Regions from separate parts of the Mus musculus genome. Here region 2 is linked to region 1. The links are chromatin contacts, called in public HiChIP or PLAC-seq maps. All regions are on one chromosome and are shown on one strand. The core of a region is the stretch at or near the end of the contact, and the rest is flanking DNA. Distances in the headings are between cores, read along the strand shown.

Region 1 (6,953 bases), core at 2,877-5,376:
AAAGTTCCAAATGTTCTGGTCATCTACTTACAAGGAAAACCACCTGCTACCTTGAGAAGTCCAAGGGCTCAAGTGTTTGAATTAGCATAGGCCCTGTCGCACTTCTTAAACATCACACACTGTCCCACAGAGGACAGCATCCAGAGCAAACTTCCCAAAACACAACCCCTTCCTTGTCCTCTCATCAAGAGCTTCCAATGACCAAGGTCAGCAGATGCTGGGGTCCCAAGTTCATGGGTGCCCTTCCTGTCTAATTCATCTGATTTGTGTAACCAATCAATACCTATCTGTAAGGGTGGGTGGGGTGTAGTGAGCTTCTGTGTGACCTACTATTCTTTAAGAATGAAGCCAGTTATGAAATGAAAGCCTTCTCCACAGCCCTGAGCTTTCCCACAATCCTGTAGGCCCTCAGACAGCCCCCACCCCTAGGCCTTTATCTCCCTGAGAGGAGTTCTACGTTTCCATTCACAGACCCTAAGCTTGGGTGCAGGCAGAATAGACTGACATTCCCAAACTTACAGTCATTAGCTTGATTCTTCTTCTGTATATCATATCAGAAAATCTCTCTTCCCCACCTTCCTATGGGATTAGTTCAATTTTAACCAAACTAAGTATTTCCCACCATTTGGGGGCTGGAGAGATGGCTCCATGGTTAAAAGCATTGATTGTTCTTCCTGAGGACCCAGATTCTATTACAGCATCATGGGACAGCTCAAAACCTGGGCTACTCCAGTTCCAGGGGATCCAGCACTTTACCTCCATGGGTACTGTAGACATGTTCACGGACATACATGCAGGCAGAACATCCACACACATAAAACAAAAATAAGTAAATCAAAAAAAAAGTGAGGACGTAAGCTAGGGTCTCTACTACCCACATGAAAAGGTGGGTACTTCAGCACATGTCTGTTACCTTAGCACTGGAAGGTAGAGAAAGTAAGATCCGTGGGACAATCTAACGGAATCCATGAGCTCCATGCTCAATCAGAGACAGTCACAAAAGCTAAGATGGCAAGTGAAAGAGAACGATGTCTGTCCTCCATCTAGCACACATAGGCTCATGAATGTCCTGCTACATATGTGCACATGCATAAGAATACACACACACACACACACACACACACACACACACACACACACCAAGCACAAAGCCCCATATCAAGCTGTCAATGTCTTTACTCCCTAGATTTTGGAGTCCCAGAAATGATACTAGGTAGCTCGTTTCTTTTTCTTTCCAATATAATATTAATGATGATGATGATGATGATGATGAAGTTGATGTGTGACTTAAAATTCAGATATAAAATGCAGCTTTATAGTTCACACAAAGTTGGGGGGCACAGGTCTCTGGCAAATCCTCTCTCTCAGTACTGTGTTTAGCATAAGTATACCCTACAGCACAGGCCCCCTGACAGAGAAAACGGGGATCTTTCAAGCTTAAGATCGGGTAATAAAATGCAGAACCTAATTTAATTTTTTTTGAGCACCTTGAGCACATGTCTTGGAAAGAGATGCTGCATCTTTCTCATCTCCTGTCAAGTACTGTTCCCCTGACACTGTAAAGCGCTTCTAAGAAACTGGGCTTTAAATGCAGAGGAAGGAGAAGAGCTGGCACCAAGACTGAGCATCACTTTGGACCAGATGCCCATTCCTTCCAGCCAGCTGTTACGACAGGAACTGTCACTGCTTCACTCGAGGAGAAGCAAAGAAGTAACCAAAGTTACTCAACCAACCAGGACAGGCAGCAGTGTTAAGATTTAAAAGCAGCTTCCTTTCACCATGGTAATGTGCTGCCTAGTAACATAAAGCAATATGTTATTGCTTTACAATATATTGCACACTCAGTCTCCACATCTGAATACTTAAGACTACCAAAACTCAATAGGCTAGAACCCACACACATCAAATAATTCCCATAAGAACACTATAGATCAGATAATTGACACAAGGCAAAGTGCAAGCCTACTTATTACTCGCTGTCCACAAATAAAATACCGTATGTGAAGTACTAAAATCCTTTTCATTTTTCATCTAGCCATACTACTTTTACTAAAAGCTGGGCCTTCAAGTCATCTCCAGCATTTTTAACTCCTTACATAGACTGATATCGACAACACTTAAAAGTAATAGTGCCTTGGTGCCAAAGGCCTTCTTTGGGCGAAACCCAGTCTCCCTCATCCCTACATGGTCTTACATAACTAAACCGTGCCTAAGGAGGATGGACAGCTTCACCAAAGGGCGCAAGAGAAGCCAGGAGAGCAACGGGCTGCATGGGGAACTACGGAATTCTACAACAGCTGAAGTCCCTAGGGACAGCTTGTGGCCTCTACTGAGTGTCTCCTGTTAATAAATTTGCCTACATGCTAGTTTAACTCTACTCTAGAGTCACAAACTACTAGGGAATCAAAAACAAAATAATATTATGACTGAAAATAGGGTATAGGGAAAAAAGATAGATTTATAAAGTCTGAACTTAAGAGAGAAAAAGGTAGATTTATAAAGTCTGATGCTTAAGAGAGGAAATGAAGGTAGCGTATCAAAAATACTGATGGCTGGGAGGAACATAGGGCCAAATCTCTCCAAATGAAAAGAAAACGAAACAGCAAACACTTTGTTCACTAAGTATGAGTGGTCAAAACCACCCGTGTGAAAAGGCAGGTGTCAGCCGTAAAGAAAAAGCTTATCTGCCTGACAGATTACGAGCTCCCCAATCCCAGGGCTCGTGATGCACTCCTGGGGTCAGTTAGAGAAGACAGTATCAACATAGCCTCCGTTGTGCAGGGGACTTAAATGAGATACTAAAGAAACCTTAGTATATGAAGAAAAGGAGGGGGTTCTGCTGTTTACAAATCTAATAGTACAGATCATAGTGCGAACACAAACTCTTTCACTTAATGACTCAAAGGGATGAAGCTTAACATTAATTAACATTAAAGAAATGCTAAGTGAATGACAGAAATCGTAAATGGGAAATTACAGAACCCCGAGGTTCATTAGTAAGACTTACAAGTAACAGTAAGAATGGCAAGAAACTAGATTTTATTTCTAATTCTAGGCCGATTAGGTCATTGAGAACTTGCTAGCGTTCCCTATGCATCTCAGCAGTGGGCTAACTTATAATTTGTGGTTTTGTTTGCTCCTAAATGCACTTAAGCCAATTAATTCATTCAACAAATACTTGTTGAGTCTCTCCTACATGGTTGCTGGAAGTCACAGACACAACAAAAAACTAGACAGACAAGATACCCAGATATCACCAGAGGGAGGGGCTCCTGTGCAATTAGTAGGATGAAAGTGATTCCTGGGCTCCCAGCTGACTGCTTACGGGACCCCAATCCCACAGAGACGGTCTTCAAGCTATCTGCGTCTGTGAGTTTTATGGAAGCAGGTTAAAAATGGCAGAGGGATGCGGCCTGCTTCATTGCCATGTGCACACTCAGAAAGCAGGGACAGCGAGGGAGCACAGTGCCTCCTATCACTGAGTGCTGAAGCGATGAGAACCCTGGCCAGACACAGATGAACAGCAGTCCCCTGCCCTGTCACTTCAATAGCAGCTCTAGGGAACCTACCAATGGGTCAAAGCAAAGATTGGTTTCTACACTTAAAAACCGTTTAACTTTTAAAATTTTACCAAGAAAGAGCGAATACTTGGAGATTTTCTTGTCTCCCCCACCTCCAGCCCCCAAATGCTAGGAGCTTCAAGAAAAGTCACCTCAGGTTCTGGGTGACAAAGGACTTCTGACCCTGTGCTCCAAAGAAAGCCACAGTGTGAGCAGTGGCTTTGGTGTTCTGGTTGCCACTTGAGAAACACAGTGTGACAGTGGGGAAACAAGCACAAATAAGTCTCAGGGAGGGGACAGAGAAGAAGCCAACCACGACAGACAAGCTCGGACAAGGCACCTGGCTTGTCTCTCGCTTTGTTTTCTTTTCACCGATTCTTGGTTCAGTCACCTTGCCACTATGACTTTTCTAACTGCCGGATAAAACTCCAAGGACTTGGGATTAAAGGACTATGCCGTATGTGAAGACGCTCCTGACACTCATGCCGTGGCCCGAGACACTTTGGAGAGAACCACAGTGACCTTTCTTGAGTGCTTATGACATGGAGCCCAGCAGGTTTTGCAATGCGAAGAGAGGCATTCAGTCAGCCTACAGAGTTGGCCTCTGCCTTCATTTCTCTTCCTGCTGGTTGTCCACTCTGTGGAAATGTTTTAAAACCGACTTCCTGTGGTGACCACAGAACTGGCACTGTGCATGCTTTCCTGGAACTCATTGACCCTTCTGCTCAAGAACAACAATAGGTTATAAATGGCACTCTAGTTGTTCCTCGGCCCTTGCAGAATACTCAACAATCTGCTTGCTTCTAAGAAAAACGGACAATAACAATTAAGATCCTGAGAATACTGTGCATATATCTCATACTTACCTTATATAGCAGATACACCTATTATCTCCTCTCTGCCACTTAGGAAACTGAAGCCCACAGAAGCCAAATAGCTTGTTCCATATCACATGCTAGGTGGTGAGGCAAAGATTCAAATTCAAGTGGTCCAGACTCAGACGTTGACTTAGCCACAGTACTATCACGTAAACCCACGGGCCCACCACTAGTCCCTCAGACTGTCCTTATGTCCCTCTGTTCCACGCTACCCCCTTAGCCCCAGTGCCTTGTCTTAATGCAGACCCCACACCTTAACTGAGGATGTAATAGCCGCATTACTCTCATCACCCGCTCCAACCTCTCCTTAACCTGGGACCTGTAGCCATGATGATACTTCTAAAGTACATCTTCTGCAGTGGAATAAAGTCTAAGTCTCTACAGAACCTAGATCTATCCCACATCTCAGTAGTTCCTCCCAAGGGATGTCCAGCACTGAGTGTGTCCGTCCACCAGAAGACGAAGACAGATGAGTTTACTCAGAACAGCCACACTGTTTCCATATCAGACTATTGGTTTGCAGGGATCCGCCACTTATCGGAAGAATAAAGATTACTCATCGGAGTAGCAGTCCCCCTAATCTGTGTTCCAGAGCAGGCCGGAGCTTAGGAGAGCACTGAACTGTACAGAGCAGCCTTTCCATCCCAACTAAGCCCTCAATGTGCACAGGGATCAGAATGGTTACAGCAAGAGCGGCCGCAGCAAAGCCAGCACACAAGTCTTTTTCCTTCTTTATAACTTCATGGCTAGAAGACTCATTCCTCTTACCCCTTCTTAGCTTCAGGTCATGTCATTCTCTTGCTTACAACCTCCCTCTAGCTTCCCATGACACTTGGAAGTGATCCAACCTTCTACTAGAATTCCCAAGGCCATTCCCAACTACCCCTTTGCCCTTCACCACCACAGCTATCCACTTGGCTACCCTGAAGGTTCATAGGTCCCTTCCCGTCTGCAGACCTCTGCATTATCTCCTTCCATGCTGTGAGGGCCAAACATGGCCTCCTGGATGGCTCCTCGCTCATTCTAATAAACAAGCAATATTTGCACAAATCAACACCCCAGCATCCCTCCACCATCACAGCATAGCACCTCACATGCTATCTGTAAACAAAAGAGCAGTGTCCTGTCTGCTTTGTTCCAGGCTCTGTCACCGGTCATGATGGGTGTACCATGCCATAAATATTGTATAAATGTTTGCAATAATGAAAAGCACACGAGACTCCACATATGAAAAAAATACAAAAATATAACCCCAAACTCATAGATAAACAAAGTAAGCTGGCATATTCTCCTCACAGCAATGAAGAGCTGCGGTACACCTGCTGACATGATTGCTCCGAGCATTTTCCTGAGACTAGTCAGTTCTACAGTTCACCATCATAACTAAAAATTACTAAGCCCATGAGATTTTTTTTCTCCACAATTCCTTTCCTGTCAAGATGGAGATGCTGAGTCAAACTTTTGGTCGCTGGGGTCACACTGCTCCCTCTGTCCTATCAGCTGTCAATGCCATGGAGCTGATGGGAAAGACAAATTCTCCTGAGAATCCACGGGCTTGCTCTCTGAAAACAGAGAGTGGGACTCTGCATTGGCTTGGTTTCTGAGTGTCAAAGAAATGAACGCACAATCAAACCAGCAGCCACAAGGCGTGAGTGTGAATGTGCACACTGCAAGAGATGTACTTGTGTGGTGTCCACTACCACAGCTTTCAGATCCACACACACAAAGGATGTCACACAAAAAGGAAGTCGGGATTGCATCCGAACCCTTTAAGTGCCATTTTACCCAGCCAGGTTCTACACTTGGAAGGCTGTGTGAGGTCTCAGAGTTTGTAGTAAGTTTTCATAACTGAAACAATACTTCACTAAAACATCTCCTTCTAAAATGTGGGCCAGGAGGACTCTGATCTTAAACCAATCATGTTTGGGCTATAAGCCGGCGAGTATGCCCGGATGAGCACTGAATACAAACACGAGTGTGTCACCATCAGACGGGTCTATACTGTAGAGTCTGCAGGGAGGGTGAACTGTAAACAACTGAGAGGGGGCTGTGAGAAGACAAGAGGTAACAGGAGCAAAGCACCTCAAACTGTGGACCACACTCTAGTGTAAGGGCCATCGTGGGTGCTAATGGGTGTAAATGGCAGGCTATGTGCACACCTACCTCCCACTATACCCAAATGTTGCAACTGAGGCTGTGGGCTTCGGCCCACTTCACTAGAACAAGCATTACTCAGGGATCTCGGCGCCAGGCCTAAGTGAACTCTAAGGAAGAAGAAAGAGAAACCAATATCGAGGGAAGCTGAGAAATCTCCTTCTCAACTTCTAGACTTTCTGCACTCCCCCTCTCTCCTCCACCCCTCTTTCTTCTTCACCTAGAACAAGGCGCCAATTTGTTTTCTTTCTAGTCATCGCTTGACAGCAGTTTCACGCAGAGCAGATGTATACATTTGCTTTGAATTGTTCCCCACTGGAGCAGATGAGACGGCACGCAGGCTTGCATCTGACTGGTAAAT
Region 2 (6,953 bases), core at 3,980-6,479, 150 kb after region 1:
CAGAAGCAGAGATAACCCGAGACCCTGATGAAACAAGAAAAAGGAGAGAACCCACTACCATCTAACCAACTGCCCTCTGACCTCCACACACTCACCATGATGTGCATCACGTGTGTGTGTGCACGTGTGCTCACACACACCTTCCCCCCACCCCCCACCCCTGAGACAGGGTTTCTCTGTGTAGCCCTGGCCATCCTGGAACTCACTCTGTAGACCAGGCTGGCCTCGAACTCAGAGACCTGCCTCTGCCTCCCAAGTGCTGGGATTAAAGGCGTGCACCACCACTGCCCAGCCACACACACCATTTAAAACATACATATTTCTACTCCATGGGTTTGATGAGAGTCACAGTGAATCTCAATGTTAATTAACAATGCACATACTTTCAATAATCATCATGTATCATTTTTGTAATTCTATGCCTTTTTCTATTCTATTCTTCTACAAAGAGAATTATTTTCTTTGTTCTGTTGGTATTTACACAATGGAAGACATACAGAGACGTACCAATAAAACAGAATACAGAGGCCCAAAATGAACTTTGACATAGATGCTCAAATGATTTTCAGCAAGGGTACCACACCACCAGGGTGGGAGGTGCTGCTCTAGTCAACAAATGTTACTGGGAAAGCTGGACTATCCACAAGCTACAGGCTGAAACTGGAGCTCTGTCCCACACTGCACACACACACACACACACACATGCACACGCACACAATCTTAAAACGGATTAAAGATCTAGCTACTGGGACTGGAAACTAAAACGCCTGGGAGAAACCTAGGGTATAATCTTGACCACACAGGTCTTGGTGACCATTTCTCAGCTAAACAACAGAAGGACACACTACCAAGGCAAAGCCAGGGCTGGGCACACGGTTCCGAGGTGGAGTGCTCACCTCACACACCCAAGGCTGTGGGGTCAAGTCTCAGTGCCAAAAAACAGGTAAGCATTCTGCATACATTTATTAAGCACTCATTTTTTTTAATGTACAGATCAGTTGGACTGATTGTAGAAAAATGGTCTTATGTTTTATTTGCCATTTTGTTCTTTCATAAAATAATTTGTATTACATTTAAGAATGATTGTGTTTTAGATCTAGTTTAGTTGTATTTATGGTTGGAATGTTAAGTGAGTCCTGCCAGTTTGAAGCCTTCTTTGGAGCGTACTGTGCAGAGGTCACGGTGGCACCTTTCCCTACCCTTCCCTCTCCTTCAGGGAAGTCACCTTTAATCCGCAGCATTTGCTGCTTGCTGCTCCTGGACAATGAGAGAAATCCACAAGGAAGAATGCTAAAGTGTCCGCCAACCAGTCCCGGAGTTTGGACTGTGCTGCCACCCTGTGGCCATTTTATCTACAAATTCAAATGAGAAGATCCATCTTTTGCTCCTCCCACCCCTCTTTGAGATAAGGTCTTGTGTAGCCCAGGTTGGCCTAGAACTGCCTACATAAGCAATGATAATCCCAAACTCCTCCTGATCCTCTTGCCTTTGTGTTCCTATTGCTGGGGTCACAGGCCTGAACCACCATGCCCAGGATCCTGGCTTTTCTGTCTTCTCCTCCTTTCTGCCCACCCTCTCCTTTCTCTCTCTTCCATCAAACTACCTGGCAAGCTCCACAAAGCCTCCTGAGTCCTCTGCCTTTCTTCACCTCAGGCTTGCTTTTTAAATCCAAGTCCCATTTCCCTGTGACTTACTATGTAGGTTTGAGCATTGAGAGATTATACCAAACTGAAACACAAGATAGATTATGTGATTAATTAAATACGATGTGCTCTAATAAAAGTTAATAACAGGAGCCATAAAATATAAATTACTCTGTCACCCAAAAAGAGCATTACCTCCTATGCAGCCTTCATAAGCGCAGCTATCTTGGCTATATCCCAAATCAGGCTGCCGATCACTGACTAAAATATCCAACCGAGTAAAGGTCTTTTTAAATCCGAATTCTATAATCTTTATTACAACTACATACTTTGATATGGATGATGCACATAGTTCATCAGAATGATTATGAGGGAGCTGGAAAGATGGCTCAGCAGTTAAGAGTACTGACTGCTCTTCCAGAGGTCCTGAGTTCAATTCCCAGCAACCACATGGTGGCTCACAACCATCTGTACTGAGATCTGATGCCCTCTTCTGATGTGTCCAAAGACAGAGACAGTGCACTCATTATAAGTAAAATAAATCTTTAAAAACACAACAGAAAGATTATGAAACTGGGAGGCGGACTGAGACAGCAGCTTCTCCCTCCTGCTAAGCATCCACCAGCAATGTTCTGCTTCAGAACTATGGGCAGAACTTTCTTTTGCTGCTGGTGGTGGTGGTGTTTGTTTCCTTTGGACAAACAAAGTTCAGGGTTATCCTTAGAATCCATGTAAAAGCCAGATGCAGCAGCACAAGCATCCATATTCAGCATGTCCTCCGAGACATCGGAGGCAGAGGCAGGGCAAGCATCCGTATTCAACATGTCCTCCGAGACATCGGAGGCAGAGGCAGGGGAATCACAGAAAGCTCCAAGGCCAGCAAACCCAGAGATGGTGGCAGTAAACACTGAAGCCCTTTCTCAAGCAAGGCAGGCCACACACAAGGCTGTCCTCTGAAGATGCAAGGGCACCTGACTACTCACTAAAGTCTGGGAAGCAAAAGGAAAGGAGTGTAGTGAGGAGACTGGCAAGGTACAGAGTCCGGTCCGACGAGATAAAAGGACAACCTCTAACATTCCACAGTTAATTGTGTGCTGCAAAAGTATGTGAAGACTTCAAATGTTTCCAACAGAAAGAAATAATAAATATTTGAAGTGACAGTGTGATGGTTTATATATGTTTGGCCCAGGGAGTGGCACTATTAGGAGATGTAGCCTTGTTGGAATATGTGTGTCACTGTGGGCATGGGCTTTGATACCCTAGTCCTAGCTGCCTGGAAGTCAGTATTCTGATAGCAGCCTTCAGACGAAGATGTAGAACTCTCAGCTCCTCCTGCGCCATGCCTGCCTGGATGCTGCCATACTTCCACCTTGATGATAATGGACTGAACCTCTGAACCTCTAAGCCAGCCCCAATTAAATGTTGTCCTTATATAAGAGTTGCCTTGGTCATGGTGGCTGTTCACAGCAGTAAAACCCTAACTAAGATGGTTATACCAATTAGCCTAATCATTACACATAAGTATCTTCCATTGTTATGTGATAATTAGAAATTTAATATATATTTTAAATATCAGTGAGCTTCCTAAAACCACCCAAGTACACAAGTGGATGTATTACATGGTGCATGTTTGCTGCTGCTTCTGGCTTAACATTCTTTTTTTTTTTTTTTTTTTTTTAGTTTTTCGAGACAGGGTTTCTCTGTGTAGCCCTGGCTGTCCTGGAACTCACTCTGTAGACCAGGCTGGCCTCGAACTCAGAAATCCTCCTACCTCTGCCTCCCAAGTGCTGGGATTAAAGGTATGCGCCACCACTGCCCAGCCTGGTTTAACATTCTTTAGGACATGATTTAGTGAGTATCTAACCCACCACTGAAGTTGCATGCTACACACAGGATGACCAACAAGTCTGTGGGGCTTGTTTCCTCCTTTTCCTGCTTGACTAGACCTATGGCATGCCAAGTCCTTTTTTTATTATATAATATCTCAAAAGCTTATAAAACTACCACATTTTTTAGATTTACTTAAAAAAAAAATAGATAAGATCTTACTAGCCCTGGCTAGCCTAGAACTCAATACAAAGCTCGCCTCAAACTCACAGACATCTGCCAGACTTTATTCCGTTCCCCAACTGCTAGGAATAAAGGCATATACCACCACACACAACTTTTTATATATTACTGTATGGTGGAGTATCACTGTTAGAACTAAGCAGGAGATGAAGTATGAGAATCAACTTTCAGTCATGAGTAAATTCCGTGAGGAGATGTTCCAGACGTAACAGCAAAACCAAGAAGGGCGTGATTCAGGCAAAAGGTAGGTAGGGAAGGATGAGATCCAACAGCGAATGTGCCACAGAAAAGCAACTGAACACCATTAGCTGAGAACGGACTAGTGCACTAGAGACCCTGGGAAACACAGAGCCCAAGAGAACACAGCCAGCCTCCAGGGAGCCCCGTGGCTGGGAGAGGACAGCTGACAACGGCCACCAGAGTCTGACAACGGAAGCACAACAACGGAAGTAACACCAAAACCAGCAAACAGGAGGTGCCTCTGGGAGCCCATTCTCCCTGAGGAATCAGAGCTTATGCTTAAAAGCTGTTCCTAGTAACTAATAGACTACACAGCGAGTCCGCACTTACTCATTCAAGTAGCCTGAGGAAGAACAAGGGATCACAACGAGCAGTGTCCTGAGTCTGAGAAATGGGGAGCAGGAAGACGAGGCCAGTGAGAGAGTGAGAAAGGATGAAGAGAGAAAGGCCGGGCTGCACCAAAAGCAATGCTTGTCTCACGTGAACAGAGCCACGCATACAGGTAGCATGGGTTCCCCAGGGAACTTCTGAGAGGAAGGAAAGAGCTGTCACTTCCCATGATTTGTGTTTAGACAAAGTCAAACACTCCCTCTGGGGCTGGGAAGATGGCTCAGCAGTCACAAGCACTTTTGCTCTTGCACAGGACCTGAGTCCAGTTCCCACCACCCAGGTGGTGGCTCGACACCGTTTGTAACTCCAGCTTCAGGAGCTCACACATACTCTTCTAGTTTCCTCAGGTACTGCATTCATATATAAATAAGCAGGGCAAAACTCTCATATAAAATAAATCTTTTCTTTAAATGTTACCAAAAATAGATAGGTAGATAGATAGATAGATAGATAGATAGATAGATAGATAGATAGAAGTCCCTTTGTGGACTTAGGGTCTGTTGGTCCAAACTTGCTCTCCTTCATCTCTAGCTGAAGCCACTTTAGCTCAGGGAACAGAAAAGCAGATCTCCCTGGCTACTGCACAGACAAGAGAGTCCCAAACCTTATCCACACACTAAGCCTGGATTCTAGTCTACATGTGAAAGAGATGCTGAGAAGAGGACCTGAGGTTTTATTCTTACAGTCACAAGGGGAAAAAACTCAACGCATGTACTTAACCAGATATCACCCTTTTATCCAGGCTGGAATAAGTATGCAGACATGTATATTTTCATCTTTGGAACAGGTGGTTTGATATGCAAATAAAGTAATAAGTGTCAGAGCCGTATCCTAGCAGTAGCTACTTTCCAAACGTTGCCATGGCACCAATTCAACAGTGTTCTTAGAGGCAGCCACACCTCAGCAAGAACTAACCTGGACCAGAAAAAATTAAAAGAACTAATAGAAACAGAAAAGGATTCCTGCTGTGGTATCCGAGACGAGTCTTGATGGCACAGGTGCCCTCTGAATCTACGTGAAGCAAGGCATGGGACTTTAAGAAGACAAAGAACCAGTGCCTCTAACACCTGCAGTGTGAGCCAAGCCTGGAGACAAAGATGGTAATTATAAACCGCTAACAGTTGTTTTTAGCTCTGAGCAGATTGCACACGGATTGGGAAGGGCAAACTCCACTCTCCAACTACTCCAGTGCGAACTGTGCCTTAGCAGCACTCCTAGCTGAAGCAGGAGCAGTCTGTCCTCATTGTGTGTGCGTTTGTGTTAAACGGAGGAAGCGTGTCCTCCCTCGGCCAGTCCAGGGCCACTCACCACTGTCAATGAAAGAAAGTCCTTCAGCAAGTTGGGCTCCCCACATCTCTCATGCTTACTACCAACAAATCTGCTTGCTCTTCAGAGGGCAACATATATGTACCAAACACAGGCAAAAACGATGGGGGCAGGGGAGGGGGCAGTAGTAACACAAGTAGCCCGGGACACAAGCCAGAACCCACTTGACTTGTGAGCCAGTGCAGGCTGCTGAGGTAGCCCTGAGACACCTGGATAGGTGACTGACAATAGAAATAATCGACTTAAGACTAAGCAATAACAAATTCATACAATAAACCCTGAGTTCTATAAAAGCTTAAAGGGAGTGGCGCTCTCTCCCTCAGAGCATGCTGGCGAAAGGACAGCCCAGGAAGACTAGAAAAAGAGAAAGCTCCAGTAGAGAACCTCAGATAGTTGTCACAGAAAAGACATTAAGAAAAATGGGACTCCAGGGCACCCTCATTTATACCAAGGCCATTGGTCATAAAGATCACCTTTCAGACAGTAATGTGCCGTGTCTGCCTAAGGCTGAAACACAGGCAGGAGTGGGGTAGAAATAAGGATATTTTGGGGAGAGTAATCAGGAGTTTCATGTTGCTGCCTTTATTGTAAAAGACTAAGGACCTCATGATTTCCTCATGGCAGTTTCAGGTCACATATTCTTAGTTCCACACATCAGCTTAAAAAATAATAACAAAGGCAGAAAAGGCCCTCAGGGTACTTTCCCTATCTTCTGTGGAACAAAACACTGATACATAAAGGAGAAAACCTCACCTGTACCAGTTGGTCTTCCGATTGCTGGGGGGCATCACTGTTCCTTCTGTCTGTTCCAAGTGCATGTGTCGAGCGTGTGTGCCCTGTTCATACTGTGTGAGCACGTGGTGGAGTGTGTCTGCATCTGTGCGTACAGGAACGTGGAGGCCCGAGGCTGACCTCTACTGTCTTTCTCCACTGCTCTCCACCTTTGTTTTCTGAGACAGGCTCTATCACAGAACCCGGAGCCTGCCATTTTGGCTAGTCTGGCACGACATCTTGCCCAGGATTCTCTTGTCTCCCTTGAGCTCCAGGATTACAAATAGGCTGCCCTGCTTTTATGTTGGTTCTGGAGAGCCAACCCACACACACACACACACACACACACACACACACACACACACCCTGTGCCATCTCTCTGGGCCCCTGCTAGTCTTTCTGGCGCGTTTGTTACACACACAACATCATCTTACAAGCCTTCCTTTTTTTCACTTGTATTGTGGCACAGCATTTTTCTCTGGTAAACTGGGACTATAACTGGGAGTCGAGAGC

The links. HiChIP or PLAC-seq counts read pairs in DNA pulled down with a chosen protein or histone mark.
Region 2: an H3K4me3 HiChIP or PLAC-seq map of the 230-238 cell line shows a contact between it and region 1, with 18 read pairs. The contact joins the promoter of Apobec4 here to the enhancer-like site in region 1. A contact is called at or near these places in 8 of 39 promoter capture datasets (the C10 cell line, the HPC-7 cell line, Sertoli cells and 4 more), 2 of 15 datasets of contacts at CTCF or cohesin (both in the NIH/3T3 cell line), 2 of 484 Hi-C or Micro-C datasets (bone marrow-derived macrophages and nephron progenitors), 7 of 115 datasets of contacts at active chromatin or transcription factors (the 230-238 cell line, the HPC-7 cell line, fibro-adipogenic progenitors and 3 more) and 3 of 9 other capture datasets (adipose tissue, liver and pancreatic islet).

Annotation. Positions count from the first base shown.
Region 1 is chr1:152,595,350-152,602,302 of GRCm38.p6, forward strand. All of the region lies in intron 2 of Rgl1 (ral guanine nucleotide dissociation stimulator,-like 1), which reads right to left. Among named protein-coding and RNA genes, the nearest start is that of Rgl1, 26 kb to the right of the region's middle. Within about 2 kb of position 4,127, at least 41 of the 459 cell types and tissues checked have an H3K27ac peak or open chromatin away from gene starts, as enhancers often do. A contact at or near this core is called in the 230-238 cell line, the HPC-7 cell line, adipose tissue and 1 more, where this site is marked.
Region 2 is chr1:152,745,322-152,752,274 of GRCm38.p6, forward strand. It overlaps Apobec4 (apolipoprotein B mRNA editing enzyme, catalytic polypeptide-like 4 (putative)), which reads left to right and starts at 5,230. Exons shown (of 2, transcript NM_001081197.1): 1 at 5,230-5,443. It also overlaps a transcript of Rgl1 not described here.